Regions from separate parts of the Mus musculus genome. Here region 1 is linked to region 2. A link is a contact called in public HiChIP or PLAC-seq data. All regions are on one chromosome and are shown on one strand. Each heading gives the region's core, a stretch centred on a gene start, on an enhancer-like site or on the middle of the called end of the contact. The rest is flanking DNA. Distances are from core to core; before and after follow the strand shown. Region 1 overlaps Nol4l (nucleolar protein 4-like). Region 2 holds the start of Tm9sf4 (transmembrane 9 superfamily protein member 4).

Region 1 (6,512 bases), core at 561-3,060, 260 kb before region 2:
AGACTGGAGTGGAGCTGGAACTGAGCTGGCCCGGGTGTGACATCAAGCCAGGGCTGTAGTTGTGGTCCCTTCTTCATCATTTCCTAGAGCCACACTAGAATGCATATGGTTCAGAGTACCTCCCCCAGAACACAGTTTGCTGTAAGGAACAGCAGCAAATGGCACATTTGTGACAGAAGTATAAGACATTGCTAAGCATGGTAGTCATGCCAATAACTCTACTACTCAGAATTTGCCTGAAGCAGGAGTGCAGTTGGAAGCCATCCTGGGCTACATGAAGCCATCCTGGGCTACATGGAGAGTTTCAGGTCAGGACAGCCCAAGCTACCATAGGAAGACCTAAATAATAAAAACATAAAGGCCTTAACAAAGGGCTCAGTTGTTAGAGGTGATTTGAGGGTGGCCCTCCAAGCTTGCATAAAGGTGGAGAAGGGCACCGACCGCACAGGCACCCTGGCTTGTGGACTCCTTCCCCACCACACACCTTGAGAAAAGTCAGCCCAGGCCTCAGACCCCTCGGCTAATCTGCCTGCCTGACCCCATCTTTTCAGATGATGCAGAAAGGGATGTGGAGTTTCTCTCCTGAGCAAGCTGATATATAGGTATAGGAGTGGGCAAGGTGGGTCCCCTACCATGGCCCATAATTGCACACACTATCCTGGGCCATTAAAGTTTCCTGACAGGTGCCAGCTCTCCTGGGGCACCTCTTCAACTCTGCCCTTCTGCAGTCACCTGCCTACTCTCCACAGACTCTTTGCCCTGGCCTGTCTCTTTTTCAGGGTGGGATGGGACAAATAAATGCTCAGGACACAATCTAAATGGACAGGATGGCGTTGGTGCCACGTGTGTAGCACAGCCCATAGGGATCAGCCCGGAAGTAGGTACAGGGACCAGACAGAGCAGCTGTCTTAGGGCGGAGGCAAATTTGACTCAGTAGAGCCCTCAACCCACTTGCTATCATGGCCATACCATGGCACAGGGGTGGGCACTGAGGGCTTCTGACAGTCTGCTTATTCTGCTCTGGCCCTGGCAGAGGATCCAGCTAAAGAATCACTTGCAGATGTGACTAGTCCAGAGCCAGCCAGTAGCCAGCCCTGTGCCCTGTACATGTTTTGACCCCAGACTGTTTGTTATTCTGGAGGGCTGGAATTCTGCCCCTTAAGTCTTTGTGTGGTCATGGCGGGAGGGGCCTGAGGGCCAGAGGCACCAGGCCACTTGTCTCTCTTGAGTTGCTCCTCAGGAAGCACCAGGTCCTTTTAGGCAGGCTGTGGCCACATCACTGTGCCTGACTGTTTTCTCCTGGGTCCAACATACCCACTACATGCCAATGTCCTTGAGAAAAGAGATGCTGAAGTCAGGGCATGCCACAGACTTTAAAAAGCAAATGACAGCAGCTCAGAGTCAGGGTGCTGAGGATAGGAAGGTATTATGGAGCTGGGTCAGAAGGGGCAACCTAGTAGCTGGGAAGCAGGAGAAAGCAGAAGCCATAGTCCAAGGAAAAACAGGCAGTCGTTGAAGGCTGAGAAAATCCAGAAGCCCAAATAGATTCTGGCACACAGAAGGGGCTGGCTCATGGGAATCTTTGTGTGTGTGTGTGTCCTTCCCATAATATGATCAGCCCTAGAAAGGACACCACCACCAACCAAGGAAGTGATTGCCACCTTTGCCTGTGGTGTGACGGAGGGGAGGATCTGTGTGGGAGCAGAGTGCTTAAGTCCTTGCCCATTCACAGTTGGGCTGTAGCAGGCTGGCTGTCTCTGCTCTCCCCCTTCTTGAACACCTGTTTCCCCAGGCTTCAGAGCAATCTCTTGGGAGATAGGCAGAAACAGCCTGGCCTGGGAGCTGGGGACTGCACCCTGCTTTGTGGCCCTACTGCCTTGGCTGGCTCCCTTTCCCAGCCCATCTGCTCCTCCCCCCCCATAGACTGCACATTTGCTGCTCTGGTGACAGCTCACTTGTCAACTCAAGGCTGCAGTCCCCTGGGGATCCAGGAGGAACCCTGGAAGCCCAAACAGATCCTGGCACACAGGAGAGGCTGGCGGATTGTAATCTTTTCTGGTGTCCTTCTCTCAGCATGGCAGGTCTTGATGTGGGCACTGCCACCAAGAAAGTGGCTCCTACACTTTACCCCTTGCCTCTAAAAGGCAAGGCCCTCCTTGTGTGTTGCTTTAGTTGGGCCTCCAGACAGTAGCCCGGGGTCACTGAGGGCAGACCTGTTGCTCTCAGCTCACAGTGGGAAGTAGGGTTCACTTGCTGACCTGGCCCTCAAGCTTACCATGGGAGACCAAGTAGGCAGCCACCTGATTTGTCTCTGCTTTGCCTGGTTTCAGTCACCCCCATACAGCTCCGGGAGCTATGATTCCATCAAGACTGAAGTCAGTGGCTGTCCTGAGGACCTGACAGTGGGCCGGGCCCCTGCAGCAGATGACGATGACGATGACCATGATGACCATGAGGACAATGACAAGATGAATGACTCAGAGGGCATGGACCCCGAGCGGCTCAAGGCCTTCAACGTGAGCACCAGGCAGGGCTGGTGGGACACCGATGGGTCTAAGGCAGGGCCAGTCCTCTCCCATAGCCTGTGTCTCCCCAGATGTTCGTGCGGCTCTTCGTGGATGAGAACCTGGACCGCATGGTGCCCATTTCCAAGCAGCCCAAGGAGAAGATCCAGGCCATCATCGAGTCCTGCAGCCGGCAATTCCCTGAGTTCCAGGAGCGGGCCCGCAAGCGCATCCGCACATACCTCAAGTCCTGCCGCCGCATGAAGAAGAACGGCATGGAGATGGTGAGTACCCCCTCCTGGCCACCCTGGCTTGTGGCGCCATCACTGCCCTCCAGACCCCCTTACCCCAACTTCCCAGTAGGCCTGTTTCACAAATGAGGAAAACGGGCTGTTAGTCAGGTACTGGAGTCCAAACCCCTGCTTTGCCATCCCCTGACCAGGACCCTTCCAGCCCAAACACCAGCACTGTCTCTTGTGCCTGCAGACCAGACCTACTCCTCCGCATCTGACCTCAGCCATGGCAGAGAACATCCTAGCAGCTGCCTGTGAGAGTGAGACGAGAAAGGCAGCCAAGAGGATGCGCCTGGAGATCTACCAGTCCTCACAAGTATGCGCTCATGCTGGCTGTGTGCAAAGGGGTCTCACCCACTGTTCATCCCGTCTACACCTGCAGCGGGGGTGGACAGAGAGGTGGCAGGGCAGCCATCATGTAGCCTACGGTTATAGCACTGTGGTGGGCAGAGAGGATGGAGAGAGGAGGGTGCCAAGAGGTGGGTGAGGAGTGCTGGAGGACCTTGTTGCTAAGATTGCAGACCTGTTGGAAGGAAGGCTGACTGAGTATGGAAGTCCTCGCCTATAATCCCAGCACTAAAGAGATACAGGTTCTAGGTTCATACAGAGAGGATCTTTTACACTGCATAGAGTCAACCTAGTATGTTCATAGAGAGATGCAATCAGGGGCGATCCCTGAGGCAAAGTGCCCAGGGAGAGAGAAACAACAGGATACCCCAGCCCAGATCATATCAGTGGGTCCCAGGAAACAGCCTCTTCCTACCTCATGACAGGGACAGTGACCAGGCTTTCTGTCCCCTGGGTTCCCTAGCATTGTCATCCCTCCTTTGCAGGAAGAACCCATAGCCCTGGATAAGCAGCACTCTCGGGACTCTACAGCCATCACCCACTCCACCTACTCACTGCCAGCCTCTGCCTACTCCCAGGACCCCGTGTATGTCAACGGTGGCCTCAATTACAGCTACCGTGGCTATGGGTCCTTGAGCAGCAACTTGCAGCCCTCTGCTTCCCTCCAGACAGGAAATCACAGTAATGGTAAGTAGTGGTCAGGCCTGTTTTTTTTTTTTTTTTTTTGAGAGAGGGTTTCTCTGTGTAGCCCTGGCTGTCCTGGAACTCACTCTGTAGACCAGGCTGGCCTCGAACTCAGAAATCCACCTGCCTCTGCCTCCCAAGTGGCTGGGATTAAAGGTGTGTGCCACCATGCCTGGCCAGGCCTGGTTTTTACCAGAGCAGTGTCTAGCTTGTTCTACATAAAAGCCCTTGGGAAGAGCGGGACAATGGCTCAGCTCCCCCATTACCAGTCAGTCTTTAGATGAGGTCAGGAAAGCCTGGGCTCCCTTTTCCATCTCCAATGGTAATTGCTTCTGCCAGTCACTACAAATGCACCTCTCTGATTCCACTCCCTGAAAGTCCCCTGTGAGTTGGCAGCAGAGCCAGGATCTGGTCTAGCCTCAGCCCCTCTACCCATGGTGCCCCCATTTAAGTCGTCTGGGAGATGGTTAAACATTAGGTTGGTTCTTCTGCTCCATACCTAAACTGGGCAGCTTGACAAGTGCTTCCAGGAACCTCTGCAGGTGCCACTCCCCACCCCAAGGGAGGGAGGAAGAGGGGGAAGACAGATTCCTCCTACACCTCTGGTGGCATGAGGTATTCTGTCTTACATGGGGGCAGATCAGCCATCAAGACCTTCTCTAGCAGGGGCAACAGGGAGAGAAGGGTCAGGGGGCTACTAGGCATACAAGGGCTGTGACCTGTGTCTGGCCTCCATCATCCTGTTCTGTCCAACCCTGTGATGAAAATGTTTTCAGGGACAGGGCAGAGGCAGTGTGCCTCTGTGTTATTCAGGGGCCAAGGAGTGAAGGAAAGTGAAGACATCAAGCTGCTGTCTTAAGGGGGCAGGTAGAAGAAAAAGCACTTTCTGGCAGGCGAGCTCTGGGTTTAGGAGACCCCTTGACTGTTCCTGGGTAGCAAGGAAGAGGGCCGGTTCCTAGCCCTGGTAGAAAGGCCAGGCCATCTCCACCCACCCCTTGCTTCATCTTGCATGCTTACTGTGCCCCACAACTGGGAAGGAAGTGCTGGTGTCTGGAAGGTTCCTGCCTGGGCTTAGCCTCTCATCCCTTCTAATGCGTCTTAACCTAAAATAAGAGGCTGGCTGGCCTAATCCCTAGAGCCAGGCCAGCATGGTGCACACCAGGGGTAGAATGGCTGATCCAGAGCCACTCTCCTTCCAGTCCCTTTGCTAGAGTTAGAGTATCTGACGTGGGTTTCAGGATCAGGAAAGTTAGAATGCTCTGGAACACTAGTACTAAGTGGCTATGGAGGAAGGTATAACCTGGTGCCCAGTCATGCCCGGGCAGCACATGGTAAAACTTTACCTGGTACATGCAGCATGGCCTGTGTTAGGACCACAGTTGTGGTGGCTCCCTGGCCTCTCACAAGTGTATGAGTCCTGAAAGACACGACCAACAGCCAGAGCTGAGATCAGGAGGCAGCTATCTGCTCCATGAATCCCATCTCTGAACATTCTGCTTCCTTGAAGATGGGTAGGACTGAGATCTGGTCATTTTCCTCCTTGCTAGGAACAGCCTTTTCCCATGAGCACTAGTGCCTCCAGCAGCTGGGGAAAATAAGCAGTAGCTACTGGGTCACAGAGCCATCCCTCCTTCCCACTGTCCTGCCAGTCACAGCCTTTCAGGTGATTGTTTGCTTCTGCTTGGACCCTACCACAGCTCTGCTAATGGCTCATCCTCCTCACTTTGCTCATGTTGTCACTGGAGATAGAAATGAGCTCAGATAAAATCAGACCCCGTCCCTCTAACCCGGGGTACTAGGCAGCTTGTGCCCATACTAGCCCACTAGGGGCCACTAGCAACCTGAGAATCCAGCTGTAACTGGAGCCTGTACAGAAATGGCTCCAGATCAGATCAGGGACTGGAGGGCTGGGGAGCTCTCTAAGCAGCAGTGAACAGTGAGCTGAGATTTGGGGATAGAGGGGGGAAAAGAAACCTGGGGCCACCTCTGACAGTGGCAGGTGGCCTCTGCTACCCCCAGGCATTGCCTAGATCAAAAGCAACCAGAGAAAATCAAATCTATTTCATCCCCTCCAAGTCTTGCAATTGGGATATCTAGAAGCTGGCAGAAGCTGCCACCATGGAAGCCACTCGCCTGCTGGGCTCTGTTTTTGACATACACATCTCTTTTTCCTCCCATATTTGATTTTAACAGACTTCACTGTTCTATATCTTAATTCCAAGAGCATTGCTATTTATTTTATTTATTTACTTATTTTATTTCACTATTTAAATGTTTTATTTCATGTCGGCCGGGGCTCCGTCCCAGGCTGCTTCATAGGTTCTCAATGGGCTGGTAGGGCCTGTACGGGTACTTCTTCTTCTTGTCCAGCTTGGTTTCTGGGAAGATCTCATTTGAGTCATCACTGGTCATCTGGTCAAAGGGAATTATGTTCCTCGTTTTCTCCAGCTGCTTCTCACACTCCTGGGTCCTGAGCTGAGGTCCAGACACAAACTCAGCACAGCTCTTCACATCCCCCGTCTCCTCTTGTCCACCAGGGCTGTGTGTTTATCCTCAGGCACAGGGATCTTCAGGGCATTATACTGCTTTTCAAAGTCATCCACCAAGCCAGGCTTGGCCACATTGGCCCTGTAGTAAGCCCAGTCAATCGCAGGTGGTTTCTCAGACAAACTAGCCAACCTGG
Region 2 (6,561 bases), core at 1,760-4,259:
TATCTACCTACCTACCTACCTACCTAAATTTCTCTACATAGTCCTAGCTCTCTGAACTATCTAGACCAGGCTAGCCTTGAACTCACAGAGATCCCTCAGCCTCCCAGGTGCCACATTCTCTATTTATTGAATTGAGTTAAATTGGTTTCCATGGGGCTGGAGAGATGGCTCAGTGGTTAAGAGCACTGACTGCTCTTCCAAAAGTCCTGAGTTCAATTCCCAGCAACCACATGGTGGCTCACAATCATCTGCAACGTGATCTGACGCCCTCTTCTGGTGTGTCTGAAGACAACTACAGTGTACCCATACACATAAACAAAAAATCTTTTTAAAAAACTGGTTTCTGCCGGGCGTGGTGGTGCACGCCTTTAATCCCAGCACTCAAGAGGCAGAGGCAGGTGGATTTCTGAGTTCGAGGCCAGCCTGGTCTACAAAGTGAGTTCCAGGACAGCCAGGGCTATAAAGAGAAACCCTGTCTCGAAAAACAAAAAAACAAAACAAAACAAAAAAAATTGGTTTCTATGGTCTATCTGCACATTAAGAACAAGCTGGCTCCCCTGATATGTTGTCCCAGTAGGGTAGGAGGAAGTGAAGCCAACCTAATAGAAAAATCTATTTCAAAATCCAGTACACAGATTGCTAACCGTGAGCTACACCATGCACCAATCACAAGCACACTTACTTCTAGCAAGTGCGGTTCTTATTTGTCTCTGGTTTCGTCCCTGATTGCTGTTTGCTACGCTACCCTTCCCCATGGTTCCGGTGTTAAAAGTCTTCTATAGATTCCTTAAACATGTCATTCAGCCATCACACTTGCCATTTTCTTTGCCTGGGACATTCTTTGCAAAGCTGGTTTGTTTGTTTGTGTTTTGTCTGTCAGTCCGTCCCAGCTATGATGCCCAGTTACTGCCAATCACCATCCCGTCACCTTGCTACCCTCACAGCATTTAGCAGCACCAGGCAGGTTTCCTGGAATGAGAGTGGGCCCACGAGGGTGGGACCATGACCCTCTGACAGTCATATACCTAGTTCCTGGCAGTCACTGGACATTCAAATATTTGCTGAATGAAGAAACGTACACCAGAAATACATATTGCTAACTTATAAACTCTTAAAAGCTCTGTACAGGGCAGGAATTTCCCTGTGCAGTGCTATAAATGCCACCTTACTAAACTCTCTATGAACAAGAAAGGGTGTGACTTCCTGGCTTCACATTCGCCTTATTCTGAATGTGATAAAGGAGAAAAAGGATTTCAACATCCCACTTTAGGGATTTACCCCTCTTCATGATTCATACTGAAGTCTGTGGCCACAGAAACCAGGGAAAGCTTTGAATCTGCTTTTCCCCTAAACAGAGCCAAATATCGAACTTAGGCTCCTGGGTACGCTCAAGCAAGTGCTCCACAAAAGGGGTTACAATCCGCAAAACCTTGAACATTTTTACCTGATTTCTGGGGTTATAAACAAGGAACCTAATTTAAAAAAAAAAAAAAAAAAGTCAGCCGTCTGCTAACAGGACAGACTCCTTTCATGAATTAACCTGGCCCTGTTTAGAGAAAACCAACATCAAATAACTTAAGCAAGAATTTTCCTTCAGTAGAGTCAAATGTCACAAGCTTTTTCTCTGAGTCTTTCTTGTCATTCACTACCACGATGGAATTAATTTTATCTTCTGAGGCAGCAATGTACAAGACCACCCAGGAAAATTCACTTTCGACTTTTGTTCTCATTTCTTGGCAAACAGAATTTGAGGTGAACTTCTCTTAGAAAATCTGACCTTCAAAAACTTAATTCTGTGGTTGATAAACAGAAGTCAGCTAGTGACTCATCCTTCAGGCACAGGTATATTACCTCCACTCTCATCCACAAAGAGACTTAATTCTAGTCAGCTTCATGATAGTGACCCTTTATCTGTAAGGAGCTGTGTGGAGTGGGAGGGGGATACAGACAGGCAGGGCCAGAGGTGTTTTTAAACGGTAACCCAGGGACCACCTCCATTATAAACACAGGACTGTTTGTGAGACTATAGATTCCTGAGCATGGCCTAAGGTATTGCAATCTTTGGGAGTGATGCTCAGGAAACTATTTAAACATGCCTCCCCACCAACAACCCAAGATCCCCGTGCACAGTGGGGTTTAAGAACCAATCGGATAAAAGCACTTTAGGAGAGACAGATTTTGACAGAAAAGGCAGGAGAAGGGCAGGGCCTGGGGATGGGATGATGGGCATGGGATGCCCTGGTACAGCAGCAATCAAGCGGGATGCGCTATGGGAACCGCTGAGGGTGCAGGTAAGGACAAGGCTCGGGCTGGTGCGAGCAAGGTGGCACCCGCAGACTGGTTAGGCTGATGGGTATGTGGAGAGCTGGGTATGAACGTGAGGAGGAGGAGCGAAGGCAGAAATAACGGGGGCCTCTCGGGAGGAGACAAAGCCTGGAGGGGAAGAAATGGGAAATAGGGGTGACAAGGGGCGGGAACGAAAGCTGAAATGAGAACCGTGAAGGCATGAGCCGAAGTCTTCCTTCCAAGCGGCACCTCCCCTAAAACTCCAGGCCCTGACAAGCCTAGATGCCATGCCAAGGCTAGAGAAAGGGACTTTGTAGAGGCCGACCCAGTCAAGGGTAACCCGAGCAGGGGTTCTGGAGGAGGCTGGGAACCAGGCATGGGGCGCTGGAAGGTCCTGGGCTATCCAGGGGGGCCCTGCTCCAGCTCCGGTTCCCGGAGTCTCCTTCACTCACCATCGCCGCCGCCATCTTGGATCCACGTGTCGGCGTGATGACGTCAGCGGAAGTGGTGCTTCTGTGGTTACGGAGTGTAGCTCCACTAAGGGGACTCCTGGCTTCAGATTCTTCTGTAGTCGCAGTAGTGAGGAGGTAAAAGAAGCTTAATTTCTCCTTGGCAGATTGGCCTTGGCAGTGAGGTCTCTGACTAGGTGAAGAGAACGTACGGTGTAACTATTGGAGCCATATTGACTTCTGGCAGACCCGCTCCTCCGCCTACTCCTTTTGCATTGTGGGTAATGGGGGTGTGTGGAAATAGGCGCGCTCCCTGGATGCTTTCTTTAGTATTGGCAGAAAGAGTCGTTGCCAGGGTTACCCGGGACCTTAATTGTGAAACGGAAAGCATGGTAAACCCTCTCTGACAGCTTCTGATTTAGAGTAATTTGTAATTATATGTTTAAATATTTATTTGACTATAATATAGTCTTACTAATCGGCCGTAATAACTATGAAGGTAGGACTCTGTCTTTCCCTTACACTGCGTTTTTGTCGTCAGTGAAATGGGGCAGAGATTTCTAGATTTTTTTTTTTTTTTTTTTTTTTTGGTTTTCCGAGACAGGCTGGCCTCGAACTCAGAAATCCGCCTGCCTCTGCCTCCCGAGTGCTGGGATTAAAGGCGTGCGCCACCACGCCCAGCTCTAGATTATTTTTATAATTGGCTTATGTTAAGTATCCACTGACACAATCATATAAAGTATTCAATAAATAATTGTCATTATATAACGTATGTACATTCCTTCACACATATGGTAGGTGTCCCAAACAATATGCTTTGTTAAATGAGTGAATGAAAAGCAGAACACTTAGTGAAAGGAGACATTTTTCAATGTGGACTTCTCCATTCTAACTGGCTTAATGTATGACTTGAAGCAAGTCACTTAACCATCTTAAACTTAACTTTCCAGTATTGACTTAAAAGGGTCTGGGGAGGACTCAAAGGATCATAATGGAGAAAGACTGTTTGGTTCATATATACCACTGTAAAGTGTACAAAGAGCCAGTGCGGTCTTCTTAGATGGATCCAAAAAGCTGTTAAGAGAGTAGTAATGAGTTCTGAGGATATAGTTAATTTAGCAGATAGCCTGCCTAATCTTTAGCACTGGGACTTGTAATCCCCAAACTCAGAAGGTCCAGCAAGAAGAGTTCATGGTTATCCTGGGACATGTGAGACCTTGCCTCAGTCATCATCGTTACTATCATCTTTATCATTATCCGTGTTCAGTGGCTCACACTGGTAATTTTTGCGCTCAGGATGCTGAGGAAGGAAGGCATGGTGAGTTCAAGACCATCCTGAGCCATAAAGAGAGCCACGGGCTAAACAGAAAACTCAGCATTGCTTAAGTACTGTGCCAAAACTGGTCTTAAGATTTTTAGTTATCTCTTCTGCACCTTGGCAAGGAACAGCTGAGCTCTGACCACCACTGTGGTCAGTACTGATTACTACCGTGGTGGATTTTTTTCTGCATAAATGTCTACTAACAAGCCTCTCCTTCTTGCATGTTATGAGCATACTGGTTCTCCTGTCAAAAGGTGAATTTTTTTCTCTTGTTGAATGCTGGGGTTAAGTTACTTGCTTTGACCAAATAGAGTGAATTATAAGTGTCTTCCACTTCTGTGTCTAGGCTGTAAGAGGCTTGAAGCTTCTCCTTCCTCCCAAGGATATAAATATGGCTGGGTGTCCTGCTGCATAGACAGGTCTATGTCATTCCTCACAGAGTTCTAGAAACCCCACCTGACAGTTACACATATAAAGGAAATAAGTTTGTGCAGTTCAAACCTAGCAAGCTACTAACTAAATATAGAACATGTGAATATCCTTATTGATATTTGGAACAAAAGAACTACTTGGTTGAGCCTAGTTGATTTAGTATTGGGTTGGATTGTTATGAGTGCTGAAAAACAAACCCATAAATGCCTGGGACCAACACACCATCCCAAAGAGCAGATATATTCCCAAGAGGCACAGAGCTAGAGAAGCAGGATGGATTTACTAGATAGTCTTGTAGTAATTCTGAATTGCAGACTTGTGGCCAGTTCTACTGCAACTTAAGTCCTGGAAGTTTCTTACCACTATGTCTGGTTAAAGAGTAATACTGATGGGGCTGGAGACATGACTCAGCAGTTAAGACCATTGGAAGATCCTCTTCTAGAATATCAGAGTTTGAGTCCCAGCATCAACATGGCTGCGCACAACAGTCTGTAACTCCAATTTCCAGGGGGTTTGATGCCCTCTTATGGCCTCTGTAGGGACCAGGTATGTGAATGATGCGTAGCCATATATACAGCAAAATACCCCTACACATAATATAAAAGAAGATATTTATATTGATAAGGAAATATATATATTTGAGACAGGGTTTTGCTGTGTAACCCTGGCTGTCTTGGAATTCACTCTGTAGACCAGGCTAGCCTCAAATTCAGAGATCCACCTGCCTTTGCCTCCTAAGTGCTGGGATTAAAGATGTGTGCCACCACTGCCCAGCTCCAAGATGGTCATTTTTAAAAAAATTTATTATGTACAGTATTCTGCCTGCATGTCAGAAGAGGGTGCTGAGATCATGTTACAGATGGTTGTGAGCCACCATGTGGTTGCTGGGAATTGAACTCAGGACCTTGGAAGAGCAGTCAGTGTGTTCAACCTCTGAGCCATCTCTCCATCCCAAAGATTGTCATTTTTAAATGTTGTTACATATATTTATTTACTTAGTGTGTGTGTAGGGGGGTGTTGAGTGTGTACATATGATCATATGCCTTGTTGCACATACAGACTTTGTAGGAGTTGATCCTCTTCTTCTACAGTGTGGGCCCCAGGGTTTGAACTCAAATCTTGAGGCTTGGCTGTATGCATCTTTACTCACTGAGCCATCTTGTCAGCTCAGTATCATAGATTACCCTTCACAGCAGGTAGCATCTATTGCTGTTACACTATAACCAGCACAAAAATATATGATTGTTTTAAAACTTTCCTCCTGTTGCATACAGTTGCTCAAGCCCCTGATGAGCCATGACAGGCCTTCATTATTTCAGTTTCATCTTTTATTGCGTTCTATGCTAAAGTCGTTCCTCCATTTCACAATCTCCATTTCAGCTTCCCTAGTTCTGGGATCACAGGCATGCACTGCCACACCCAGCATTCTCCTATATATTTCTCATGAATGTGAACAAGTTCTAAGTCTATGTTGATATTAGAACACTATCTGGAAAGGGTATGACATCAAGCAAGTTATCATTGTGAGTATCTGAAGCTTATTCAGTGAGGAAACTATAGACCCATCCCTTAGACCAGTGGCTCTCAACCTTCCTGATGCCACATCCCTTTAATACAGTTCCTGGTGTTATGGTGACCCCCAATCATAAAGTTACTTTTGTTGCTACTTTACAACTGTAATTTTGCTACTGTTATGAATCCTAATGTAAATATCTGTGTTTTCTGATGGTTGCAGGCAGCCCCTGTGAAAGGGTCATTTGACCCCACAAAGGAGTCATGACCCTTGTTACATATATTTATTTACTTAGTGTGTGTGTAGGCGGGTGTTGAATGTGTACAGCAATAGATGCTACCTGCTGTTTTCTAGGGAGCTGCACGCACTAAAGGGGGCTACCCGCTCCCAAAGGGGTGATTGTGTGGTAAGTTCACCATTCTGGGAACAATAACAGCTGAGGCTTTTGCAGTTTAAAATATACATGCAACACACACACCCCAGGCACAGTAATGCACATCATGGCAGAAGAAAGCCCAGCCCACTCTAAGAGAAAGGAGCCCTGGCTTTGGAGGTAAAAG

Evidence for each region. HiChIP or PLAC-seq counts read pairs in DNA pulled down with a chosen protein or histone mark.
Region 1: an H3K4me3 HiChIP or PLAC-seq map of the SCID.adh cell line shows a contact between it and region 2, with 15 read pairs. The contact joins the enhancer-like site here to the promoter of Tm9sf4 in region 2. A contact is called at or near these places in 23 of 39 promoter capture datasets (the 3T3-L1 cell line, the C10 cell line, the HPC-7 cell line and 12 more), 1 of 15 datasets of contacts at CTCF or cohesin (the NIH/3T3 cell line), 48 of 484 Hi-C or Micro-C datasets (the 63-12 cell line, B cells, the BV-2 cell line and 23 more), 31 of 115 datasets of contacts at active chromatin or transcription factors (the 230-238 cell line, DN3 thymocytes, the HPC-7 cell line and 20 more) and 5 of 9 other capture datasets (adipose tissue, embryonic stem cells, liver and 2 more).

The regions. Positions count from the first base shown.
Region 1 is chr2:153,413,964-153,420,475 of GRCm38.p6, reverse strand. Nol4l (nucleolar protein 4-like) reads left to right here. Exons shown (of 11, transcript NM_001134300.2): 7 at 2,331-2,516; 8 at 2,597-2,788; 9 at 2,991-3,113; 10 at 3,631-3,832. It also overlaps the pseudogene Gm14472. Among named protein-coding and RNA genes, the nearest start is that of Asxl1, 71 kb to the right of the region's middle. Within about 2 kb of position 1,810, at least 13 of the 459 cell types and tissues checked have an H3K27ac peak or open chromatin away from gene starts, as enhancers often do. A contact at or near this core is called in the 63-12 cell line and the SCID.adh cell line, where this site is marked.
Region 2 is chr2:153,157,749-153,164,309 of GRCm38.p6, reverse strand. It overlaps Tm9sf4 (transmembrane 9 superfamily protein member 4), which reads right to left and starts at 3,009. Exons shown (of 18, transcript NM_133847.3): 1 at 2,739-3,009. The coding sequence starts at 2,753.